3 separate regions of the Mus musculus genome follow, and all the other regions are linked to region 2. Evidence: chromatin contacts called from public ChIA-PET data. All regions are on one chromosome and are shown on one strand. The core of a region is the stretch at or near the end of the contact, and the rest is flanking DNA. Distances in the headings are between cores, read along the strand shown. Region 1 has its middle 90 kb from the start of Gm4802. Region 2 overlaps Bbx (bobby sox HMG box containing). Region 3 overlaps Gm15518 (a long non-coding RNA gene).

The links. ChIA-PET counts read pairs in DNA pulled down with a chosen protein or histone mark.
Region 1: a contact with region 2 is called in an RNA polymerase II ChIA-PET map of memory CD8 T cells, with 6 read pairs. The contact joins two enhancer-like sites. A contact is called at or near these places in 1 of 484 Hi-C or Micro-C datasets (CD4 T cells) and 3 of 115 datasets of contacts at active chromatin or transcription factors (T-cell acute lymphoblastic leukemia, bone marrow-derived macrophages and memory CD8 T cells).
Region 3: a contact with region 2 is called in an RNA polymerase II ChIA-PET map of memory CD8 T cells, with 50 read pairs. The contact joins two enhancer-like sites. A contact is called at or near these places in 3 of 115 datasets of contacts at active chromatin or transcription factors (acute myeloid leukemia, bone marrow-derived macrophages and memory CD8 T cells).

The regions. Positions count from the first base shown.
Region 1 is chr16:49,501,355-49,504,710 of GRCm38.p6, reverse strand. No RefSeq gene overlaps it. Among named protein-coding and RNA genes, the nearest start is that of Gm4802, 90 kb to the right of the region's middle. Within about 2 kb of position 1,355, at least 86 of the 459 cell types and tissues checked have an H3K27ac peak or open chromatin away from gene starts, as enhancers often do. A contact at or near this core is called in memory CD8 T cells, where this site is marked.
Region 2 is chr16:50,370,845-50,374,215 of GRCm38.p6, reverse strand. All of the region lies in intron 2 of Bbx (bobby sox HMG box containing), which reads left to right. Among named protein-coding and RNA genes, the nearest start is that of Bbx, 60 kb to the left of the region's middle. Within about 2 kb of position 1,450, at least 34 of the 459 cell types and tissues checked have an H3K27ac peak or open chromatin away from gene starts, as enhancers often do. A contact at or near this core is called in memory CD8 T cells, where this site is marked.
Region 3 is chr16:49,769,230-49,772,898 of GRCm38.p6, reverse strand. It overlaps Gm15518 (a long non-coding RNA gene), which reads left to right. Exons shown (of 5, transcript XR_003951928.1): 3 at 631-3,128. Among named protein-coding and RNA genes, the nearest start is that of Gm15518, 4.8 kb to the left of the region's middle. Within about 2 kb of position 2,373, at least 80 of the 459 cell types and tissues checked have an H3K27ac peak or open chromatin away from gene starts, as enhancers often do. A contact at or near this core is called in memory CD8 T cells, where this site is marked.

The DNA of each region.
Region 1 (3,356 bases), core at 106-2,605, 870 kb after region 2:
ATTAGTGAGTTCAATCACAATTTGCTACATTATTAAGGTCTGGTCGAGTCTCCGCCCTCTGTTGCTTTCTCTGTCCCTTCAATTTTCTGGGTTCTGTATTATCAGACTGCCTGAGTTTCTATGGAGATTACAGAAGCATGACCTTGAACCTCATCCTGCTTTCTGGTGATAATTTCCTTTGAGGTCTAAAATTTGTCTTATTATTCTTGATTGCTTGGACTTTCGTGACTACATATATTTTCCCTTGGAATTCTACGCCCTTTCCTCCTTGCACTAGACTCAGACTGAATCACACGATTAGGGAAGGGCATTTGCTGCAATCTGCACTCGTACAGAGCAGCGAGGGTCTGGGGTGGTGCGCACTGTTTTGTGAGATGCTCATCTGTCCTTTCTGGATGTACTGATTATAGCCACTGTGAGTCATCAGCTAACGCGCGTATACTGAGCTCATGCCAGAGCCTCAGCCGCCCCTTCCTTTTCCCGCCCATCACAGCTCATGATCCCTTCAGCTTTCTCCTCTTAACCTTAGCTGTTTGGATCTCTGACTTCCTTTGCACTGATGATTATAATTGGGAAGCTGTTCTCCGACATTCGGATGTACCTGATGCGACACAGACTCTCTGCGGATTCAGTTTCCTCACAGAGTTTATTTATAGCTGAGGTTTGACGTTACCTGAAATCAAGCTTTTTTTTTTTTTCTCCCTTGCAAAAGTACTTTCAGTTTTTGTTCTTTGTGGAAGGAAGTAGGACAGACTTCAAGGCACAGTATTTTTGCAGTGCATCAGAACCTTCTTTGAGAGCTTGATTCGCAGTCTTTCAAGTAGACCAGATTTTCTCACCACAGTCAATTCTATGAAATGCCAGAAAGCAAGAGCTAGGCTAACTCAAACACACAAGCAGCCAAATTTAGCTTGACACCCTTATTAAATATTGACCTCATGGGAACTGAGGCTGAAAACAACCTTTGAGAAAGAAGCCAGTCTACACATTAATGGGCTTCCTTTGTTTTGGTTTTGACTGTCCTTTAGTTGCCTAGCCAATATATTGAAACCAAGTTAAACTTCAGGCTCAAACGATTTCCTTTTTAACACATAGCTTTGACCTAGGGGAACTAATCAGATAGATAATATAATTGTTGTTAATCACCCGAGTTTGTAATTGTACCTTTGATCTGTATGCTGAGAAACACTTTGGCAATGTTGACTCCCTCCCCTCCCTCCCCACCTTCTGTAGTTGGTGGGCTTTTTGTTTTGTTTTTGTTTTGATTTGTTTTATCTCCCACCTTCCCCCTAGAAGCTAAGCAACATAATGTGTGAAGTCACCAACTTGCCATGACAGAATAAAGAAGAGATCCAGCAAATGGGAGCCTATGTCACTTAGTTACACTAACACCATTAACACTCAGTCCTTTCAGTAGGGATGCATCAAGCAGCCATAGTTTTGCCTTTGCCCTTTCCCTGTAGCAGGCAGGGACTTGCAAACACTTCTTTCTTTCTCATCTGACAGGTGTTTCTTCCATGCTTCAGCATCTTCAGTTTTTTGACACCTAAGAAAGGGATTTGAATTCAAGGATACTCGAATTCTCTCTCACCCCGCCCCCCTCTGCGTGTGTGCGCGAGTGTGTGTGTGTGTGTGTGTGTGTGTGTGTGTGTGTGTGTGTGGCCTGTGAGTGCATTTTGATGTTTTCCTGGGGCCTCATATGACAGCTGAACATAAGAAAATAAAACCTGCAGCTATTAGCATTGTTTGCTCCATGTGAATGATATCGCACTAATGCCCTAGGTTCTAGAGCTCAGTGAGACTGGTTTTTGTTTGTTTGGGTTTGGTTTTGGTTTGCTTTGTTTTTTTGGCAAGACCCCAAACCTTGTCCTAAAGGCAGCCACATAGGATGTACTCTGTTCCTGAGAAGATTCCGAAACCCACAGCCGCTGCTCATCAGCGCGAGGGTGCAAACCTCTGGTTTTCTGTTTCTTCCTTTTCTTCTCAAATTCTGCTTCCGCTTCTGAGAGTTGAAGCTGCCGTGACGGAGACTCTTCTCATCTCACTCCAGAGCTCTCTGAAGTGAATATGTTAAAGGCATCCAACGAAGGCCCTGCCTGAATTGAACTTTTGGGGTTCTTTAAATCTCAAAAATCTCCATTGCTGAAGCAGCTCTCTTCAGGGTTCCTGGGAGAGCTCTGGGTTCAAACTAGACCCTAAAGGTTAGAACAGGATGGACTAGTTGTTTGTACAGGCCATATTTTTCCCCTCACGGAACTGAGGTTCTTAGGCTCAAGAACTGGAATTCTAAAGTAGTTTTTAAAATAGAAAACTTCCAGGTTGGATGTGACTATATTTAGATGCTTACATTTATTACGCTTGAATTTTTCTAGAATATTCCACTTTTAGGAAGACTCAGCCAAGGGTATTAGAAATGTAGAACAAGGAAGGATGCAACTCCTAGCTGGGCCCTTATGTTTAATTATAGACATTACAGACAGATAGAGGGAAAAGCATTTAGGGAACAAGCAACACAGTAGTGCCCTAATGCCACCAAATGCAGAATAAAATGGTTCAGGATGCACTTAACAGATTTTACTGTGTAAAGGACTCTTATTATGGTAGGAAGATCTACTGAATCTCTGAGTAGTTAGATAAAGGTGAAGGATTTATTCCCAGGACTGTTATAAAGATGCCCCTACTTTTAACATGTTCACTTTAAGACTTGTTCCAAAGACAAAATGTATATAAAAGAATAAGAAATGCAAACAAAACATTGCTAGATATTAATGACATGAGAACCTAAGTGGACTACTGTCTATTGGCCAGTTAACTCTGTCCAATTCTAATTGGCCAGTTCTAACGATGAACCAAACTCTGTAGCCCGAGGAATGCTTACCGTTAGCTTTCAAAGCAAAACAGAATAATAATTCTCAAATAAAAAAAGTTACATCTCCTTTGTTATCTTGGTGCTGACTTCAGTATAAACCCCAAGCAAACACTTAGATAAGAACGTACTCAGAGGGAATGGTAAGTCTCTTCAAGAGGAAATGGACACCTTTAACCTTCTACAATGCACTGAGAACATGAAGGTTTAGAGGAGTTCACCGGGGATAACTTGAGTTTATATATATATATATATACACACATTAATTCTTAGGCCTTTTAGCTATAGCTCAAGAACTGGAATTCTAAAGTAGTTTTTAAAATAGAAAACTTCCAGGTTGGATGTGACTATATTTAAATGCTTACATTTATTATGCTTGAATTTTTCTAGAATATTCCACTTTTAGGATGAATCAGTCAAGAGTATTAAATGTAGAACAAGGAAGGATGCATATATATATATATATATATATATATATATATATATATAT
Region 2 (3,371 bases), core at 201-2,700:
ATTCCTACTTTCTGTGATTCACAGTTTTACAAAATAAATTTGCAGAAAGCCAGCCAACAGAACAGAAATTACCTTGCTTTCACAATGCACGCCACTGACAGGAATTATCTTTGCATTTTTTTCACTTGTTTATCTTTTTCTTCCCATGAAGTCAGAAGCACTGTCTGCTTTGTCCTCTTTTCTAGTGACTAGAACTGTAATTGTTCCTAAATAGGGAACCGTGGCAGGATTAGAATGAATGAATGATGGTTGATTGTTCTTACGAGCCTGGGGGGCTGGGGGTGGGGACTGTGAGCCAGAGCTCTAACGTTTGAGGCCGGGGAGGTAGAGGGAAGTGAGAACACACTGAACATTTGGGCTGATCACAAGGGGAGGGAAGGGTTCTGAAGAGTCAGGGTGGAAGTTAATGCAGGCTCAGTGAGAAAGCCTGGGTGAAAGTCCTTTCCCCCTGGAAAGGGGGAGGTAATGTGTGAGGTTATTCAGAGAAGCAGTATGGAATTAGGTATTTGAGGTTCAAAATCCCCGTTTGCCTCATATAATAGGAGTAACTTTATTAAATAAACCTTAGCTTCTCTGTGCCCATTCCCCAATTCTCTTTAAAAAAATATATGTCTTTTGTTCGGTCATGATTATTTTAATGAATATTTTTAATAAGAAAATCATAGTTATCTTTCTAACACTAGCATAAAATTATAAAAGGATAAGGTAAAAACTGAACATACCATGATAGAGATAGTCTTATGTCTATGCGCTAGGATTTGGGGTTAGCAGGTAAAATGGCAAGAGTCAAAAATGTCAGTAGTGATGCGACTGTGGGCCATAGCTATTGTAACAGAAATTGCACATCTACCAATGAATAAAATCCCAAGTTAAGTAAGAAGCCATGCAAATTGTGTACGATTACTGATACTTAAAAATCCCAAGTAAGATAAAAGGGATGATACATTTCACCTGCGCTACCCACTAGAGTCTTATAAAACAACTGAGAAAACAGTTGTTTGTAATTAGAGAACAATTGAAGTCAGTAGAGTTAAATCCTAATTCTGAATTTTTTGGGGGTGATTTCTGCTTCTGGATCCACTGGTTTTTGTTTTGTTTCCAGATTGCTTTATCGATCAGGTTCTCTTTCTTTCAGGCAATTATTTGAAAGTAAAAACGCAACAGAGTGGCAGGGTAGGAGCTAACTTCTGTTTCTCTTACAGAGAACCTGGGTTCAGTTCCCAGCACTCTCGAGGTGGCTCACAACCACCTGACCTCTGTTCCAGGGCATCCAAATTTCTCTTTTGAGCATTGTGGGCACCAAGGATTCATGTGGTGCATATGTATACATAAACACATGCACATCAATAAAATAAACAAATCTTAAAAGAGAAAAGTGCAACTGAAACGACAGCACATGACTCAGATTTCCAGCTGCCTCCAGTGCAAGAGCGCTTGCTGGTTTAAATGTTCAGTGGTTTCCTGTGGCTCTGCAAAGCACAGAGGAACCTAGGGCCTGATGTGGTTTTTGAGTAGTGCCACCTAGCAGAGCATTTTCAAGGTTTTAGAAGTGGAGGCTAAGGAAATAGCACAAGGTCAACACCCCAATTCAGAGAGAGAGAGAGAGAGAGAGAGAGAGAGAGAGAGAGAGAGAGAGAGAGAGAGAGAGAGAGAGAGAGAGAGAGAGAGAGAGAAACTCAGAAGTGAGGTTTACTCTTCATTTGCAGCTCTGAAAAATGTATTAGAGAGAACAATTGTCCTTACTTTTGTTCAGTTACAGAAATATGTCAGAATTTCTGAACCTGTTTTGAGGATTTTGCCTTTTCTAATTATATATTAAAGGACACAGGTGTATTTAGAAAAAAAAAAAAAAAAAACAAACCAGAATTTAGGAAAAGGAATTTTTTGTGTGAAAGTGATTTTCACAGTTGGCTAGCAATTTTGGATCATACGCTATGAATTTTGGTTAGTTCCTTTATACCTTTATTTTATTAATTTTTTTAAATATCATTTTTGGGATCCATTTATCCTAGTTTAATCCTATTATCTCCCCCCAGCCCCTCAGGATATAAGCCTTCATATGTATAATGCAGAGTTTTACAGTTTCAAATTTCAATTATTTCCTTAAAGTTAGCCTTTGTTAACATTTCTGAAATCATTTTCACAAGGAACCATTCCATGGGCTCTTTGACAATAGGTTATACCTACTTAAATATGAAGATTTAAAAAATTAAATAATTACTATAATATTGAGATGCCTTATAGCATGGGTGAATGAGAAATTTTAATGTCCATTTACATACGTGTGCCCATCTTACTTCTGCTTTGAGTTTTTACCCACCATGCTCTGCATCCATTATACTACTCTGAAGTTTTAGCACTGCTCAGAGGCCTGCCTGCCTCCATAGGGATCTTCCATTTGGGGGTCATGTTGGCCACTGGCCTTTCTGTCTCATATCTTGAAGCTTACTGACTCATCATTTATTTCATCAAAAGCTATGTCATGGGCCTGTGCCCAACATGTAGATTAGGGCAGAGCATGGTGAGTAAACTGTTTTGTAGTGTGGGGGCAGGGATGCCACTCTTCAGTGGCCGTACAGTTCCATGTGGCTCCAAGGCAGTCACAGTCTGCCTGGTCCTATATCTCCGGAAACTTAGCTGCTGACCTTTCATGACCTTATTTCCCTAACACAGCTCAAAATACTCCTGCTTCTAGGCATTGCCCACTCCCGGGAATCAGCCAGTTTCCCAAAGGCTAATGACATCCCTGATGGACCACCCATCCAGTCCTAAAGAGGAATCACATACTAAATACAGAGCCACACCAATACTTTTCTCTTGGGTGCTTTATCTAAAGGAAAGACTTCAGATTGTGCTTTTACTATGATATCCATCTAAAGAAAACATTTAGACCATTTCTTGAAAACTACCTTGATTATTTTTCATAGGATGGTAAAGAAAGTCACAGAAATGATAATGATGATAATAATAATAGATTAAACCACATTTAGAGAATTCAAGAGAACAGTATGAGCCCATTAAAAGAATTTATATTAAAAAAATGTAAAAGCCTTCGGTTACTCACACAGTTAATTAGATGTGGTTGGTGAGAAGGAAGAATCAGGTTAGAAATCTGCACACTTTCCCGATCCCTGCACAGTGTTGACACATATTTTGATGACTTTCCGGCATGTTAAAAGGACCGGATTTGGAGTAAGAAAACTTACAGTTTTGACTTAACAGCTTAAATGTTCAGTCACCTTTGTGACTCTTTGTTGTTGTTTTTTCTTTGTAAAGCAGGAATAGTAGTGACCTTAGTAGTTTTCTCTGAAGTGAATGTGTCTGTAAGATACGTTTGCTAAATTTCTTTTAGTAACCGTTTGGATACTGTG
Region 3 (3,669 bases), core at 1,124-3,623, 600 kb after region 2:
ACCACCAACACACTTTCATCTCTAGCCAGGTCTCACCTTCCAGAGCTCTAACACCTCCCACTGAGGTGTCAGGTTCAGACCAAGCTTTCCTATATATCTGTCTTTGTCTCCACCTACCCCCCCTTTCTTCTCTCCTCCACCTCTAGTGTGTATGTGTTTGTGTTGGGGGTCAACTTGTGCCACTGTTTAGAGGTCTGAGGAGTTGGCTCTTTCCTTTGACCATTCAGGTCCTAGGGACTGTCCTCGGGTTATCAGGCTTGGCAGCAAGCACTCTTACTCCATGGAGCCCTCTTGTTAATTTGAGGGCCAGGCATTTAACACACAGCTTTCCAAAGGACATTTGAATTCTGAAGCATAACAATAATATATTTAGCACAGTGCAGAGAACTCACCACTGTTTCTAATCTTGCATCTTCCCTCATCCAGGTTCTATATCCTGGCACTTCTTAGCTTCTTCCATTTGAAAACTTCTAGAAGCCTCAATTCTACATATCTGTTCAACAATGTTCTGCCATATGTAACTTTATCATTTTATCATAATTTAATATCTTGTGTCAATTTTCTATGTAAACCTTTTCTGCCGGGTTACTTTTCTTACAAGTCTCTCTGTTTTATCTTTTTTTTTTTCAGTGTTCTGTCAACACCCAGCCCTGTGACCCCATGATGTCCACTCACAACTTCATAATTTCATCTCTTGCTATCTGCCTGGCTATTTTCCTTGATATTGGATTCCTATCGTCTTTCAGTTCTACTCTTATGAATATCCTTTGTTTTCTCAAAGTTAGAATGATTTTTCTCACTAAAGTTTGTTTGTCTATCATAAAACTTACTGTTATAAGCATTTTAACTCTGTGTGTGTGTGTGTGTGTGTGTTTGTGTGTGTGTGTGTGTATGTGTGTGTGTGTGTGTGTGTATGTGTGTGTGTGTTTATGTGTGTGTGTGTGTGTGTGTGTGTGTGTATCTTTCCCACTGGACTGTGAGCTGGTAAAGGAAGCGATTACACCTCATTTGCATTTGGCTCCCTTAATATCTCACACTGCAGCAAAACAAGTGGTTATCTGTCAAATGTTCGTTGACCCACACTACATATGTGTAGTGAACAGGAGCCGCCTGAACCAAGAGGCTTCTTAGAAATACCACAGAAAGTAGTTTTTCTAGGTCACCAGCATCCTCTGCGATACTGAGGGATTGCTGAATGCTTCCCAAGGGCAGAATGAATATGATAGCTTAGATTCATCACAGTAGCTATCCGAAATAAAACACTAAGTCATGAGCTCAAACAGAGGCTAACATTTAATGACTTACAAAGTCCAGAAAGTATGCAAGACAAACAGATCAGTAAAAATAAGAAATATTGAACAAACCTTGGTTATGATTTTTGCTTTTTAGTTTCCACACATAAGGTAGAATCCTTATTTAAATTTATGGTTATGGAAAACCGGCCATTTCCATTTTCAGCACAGTTGGGTCGGGCTATTTCCTGTTATCAATAGGAAGCTGCTGTACAATTAAATGGATCAATGATGCAGTGAGCTAAATTAGCTTTTTTATAGTCAAATAATTGGACTAGCTGTGCATTCTACATTATTTCAGTTGTACAAGCATGATCTTTGAATCTACCTTGTAGCAAGATGCCTGGGCTGCCTTAGCCTATTGATTTGAGAAGCAGTAAAAGGTGATATTTAGAAAGGGCCATGGGATAGTATCAATAAAATGGTTCAGGGGATACACATTTGACACACAGAGTGGCTTTATGTAGACTGATTTTTTTGAAGAATAATTTACAAATCTGGCCTAATTCAACTAGCAATATGATAATAATGTACCTTAACTACGTACCTTAAAATACTGTTGCTTATCTCGATGCAGAACATTAAACTGCTGTTGTCAGCGGCATGTGAGTAAACTGGCTGTTTGTCTAACGGTCTGATCTGTAGTGATTTTTCTATTCCTGTGGTGTAAACACTCACAATGGGCTGGTGGGAAGTTATCAACAGTTACCTAGCTCTCAAAATTTCCGAATATCAAACAACTGACTTCAGAGGTGGTAGGAGCTGACTCTAGAAGCCTACCACAAGCTGATGCCCACACTGGCAGGAGATTCACAACCATGCACGTCTAGCACTAGGAGGTTTTAGAATATCCCAGCACTACCGGTGGCTGTATGAACAACTTTGTACTTTTACTAGCACATTGGGATTCATGGGTAGCATACCCTGCAGAAGATTTTACAGAAGGTAAAAGAAAAGCGACTGGACAGGAGGGAAAATATAACTCTATCACCTTACCGGAGAAAACCCAGGATGAACGGTGACTCAAAAGCCACACAGGAAATTCTTAGCCGAGAAATTGTGACATAGGAAGAAATAAGTCTGACCTTTGGCTGTAACGGTTGGCACAGAGTTTCCAAATAGTTTGCAGTTTCCTAGAACTTTGAGGTTTTCATGGCTACATGATGAAATCCCTCAAAAAAAAAAAAGAAAGAAAGAAAAGAAGAGAAGAGAAAAGAAAAGGAAAAGAAAAGAAAAGAAAAGAAAAGAAAAGAAGAAAACCCTAAATGAAGGGGTGCTGAGGTTTTCAGGTGGGGGTTAGCCATGAGGACAACCAGGGCTTCCCACCCTCTCTGATGTTCTATCTGGTGAACTTCACAGTTTGGGTAACAGAGTGACAGTCTGGATAACTGACAAACAATAGAAGGTTCCTTGGCTCATGGCTCTGACAGAGAAGACCAAGAGCATTCATTGTTCTGACCAGGGCCTTTATGCTGAGTCACAACTCGTCAGAAGGGCAAGGGGACATGTGCAAGATGGAAGAAACTGGCTGTTGGTGTGGACAACTCCACATATTTGGTGCCAGGAATATTGTGAATATATTCTTACTAACACACCTGGAACTGGGATCTGGTTGGCTGGACTTGTGGGCCAGGGTTCTTCCATGCACAAGCCTTTGAGAGGAGCTAGAGAAGGTCACCCAGGGGCATGTGTGGAAACAGGATGCATGGTCTTGATAAGGGGTGTGGTGGACACCGGGTGAGTAGGAGGAGCTGTGGACCTGAAATTCTTCTAGGAAGGCCTAGCTGGGAGAACTTCTTCACAACAGTGAAGATGGTGACAAACGGTTTTCTAAAGGTGGTTCTTTTCATTTCTCTTGAGTTTCTTTTAACATTGTGTATTAATTTAATCTATGGTACTTATTAGATGGGGCCTTAGCATTTCATAAGCTACTCGAGAAGAAAAATGAGTTTAAGTTCTCTTTAAAGAAATCTCTTCACGCCGGGTGTGGTGGTGCCCGCCTTTAATCCCAGCACTTGGGAGGCAGAGGTAGGCGAGTTTCTGAGTTCTAGGCCAGCCTGGTCTACAGAGTGAGTTCCAGGACAGCCATGGCTACACAGAGAAACCCTGTCTTAAAAAAATCCAAAAAACAAACAAACAAAACAAATCTCTTCACACTGAAATGTTTTGCTTACTTGTACATGGGGGGGCGAGGGGGAGATCTTCAGATGGGTGATTCTGTAGATAACTGAATATCAACATTAGCATTTTTAAATCCCTGATAACCCTCCCACAATTAAAACATAATAAAACAAAACACCCATGTCTATGGGGTAAAACTCGAGAAGGGGACTTAGTGCTTAGGCATTTAAAATTTTTATTAATCTTCAAGAATTTC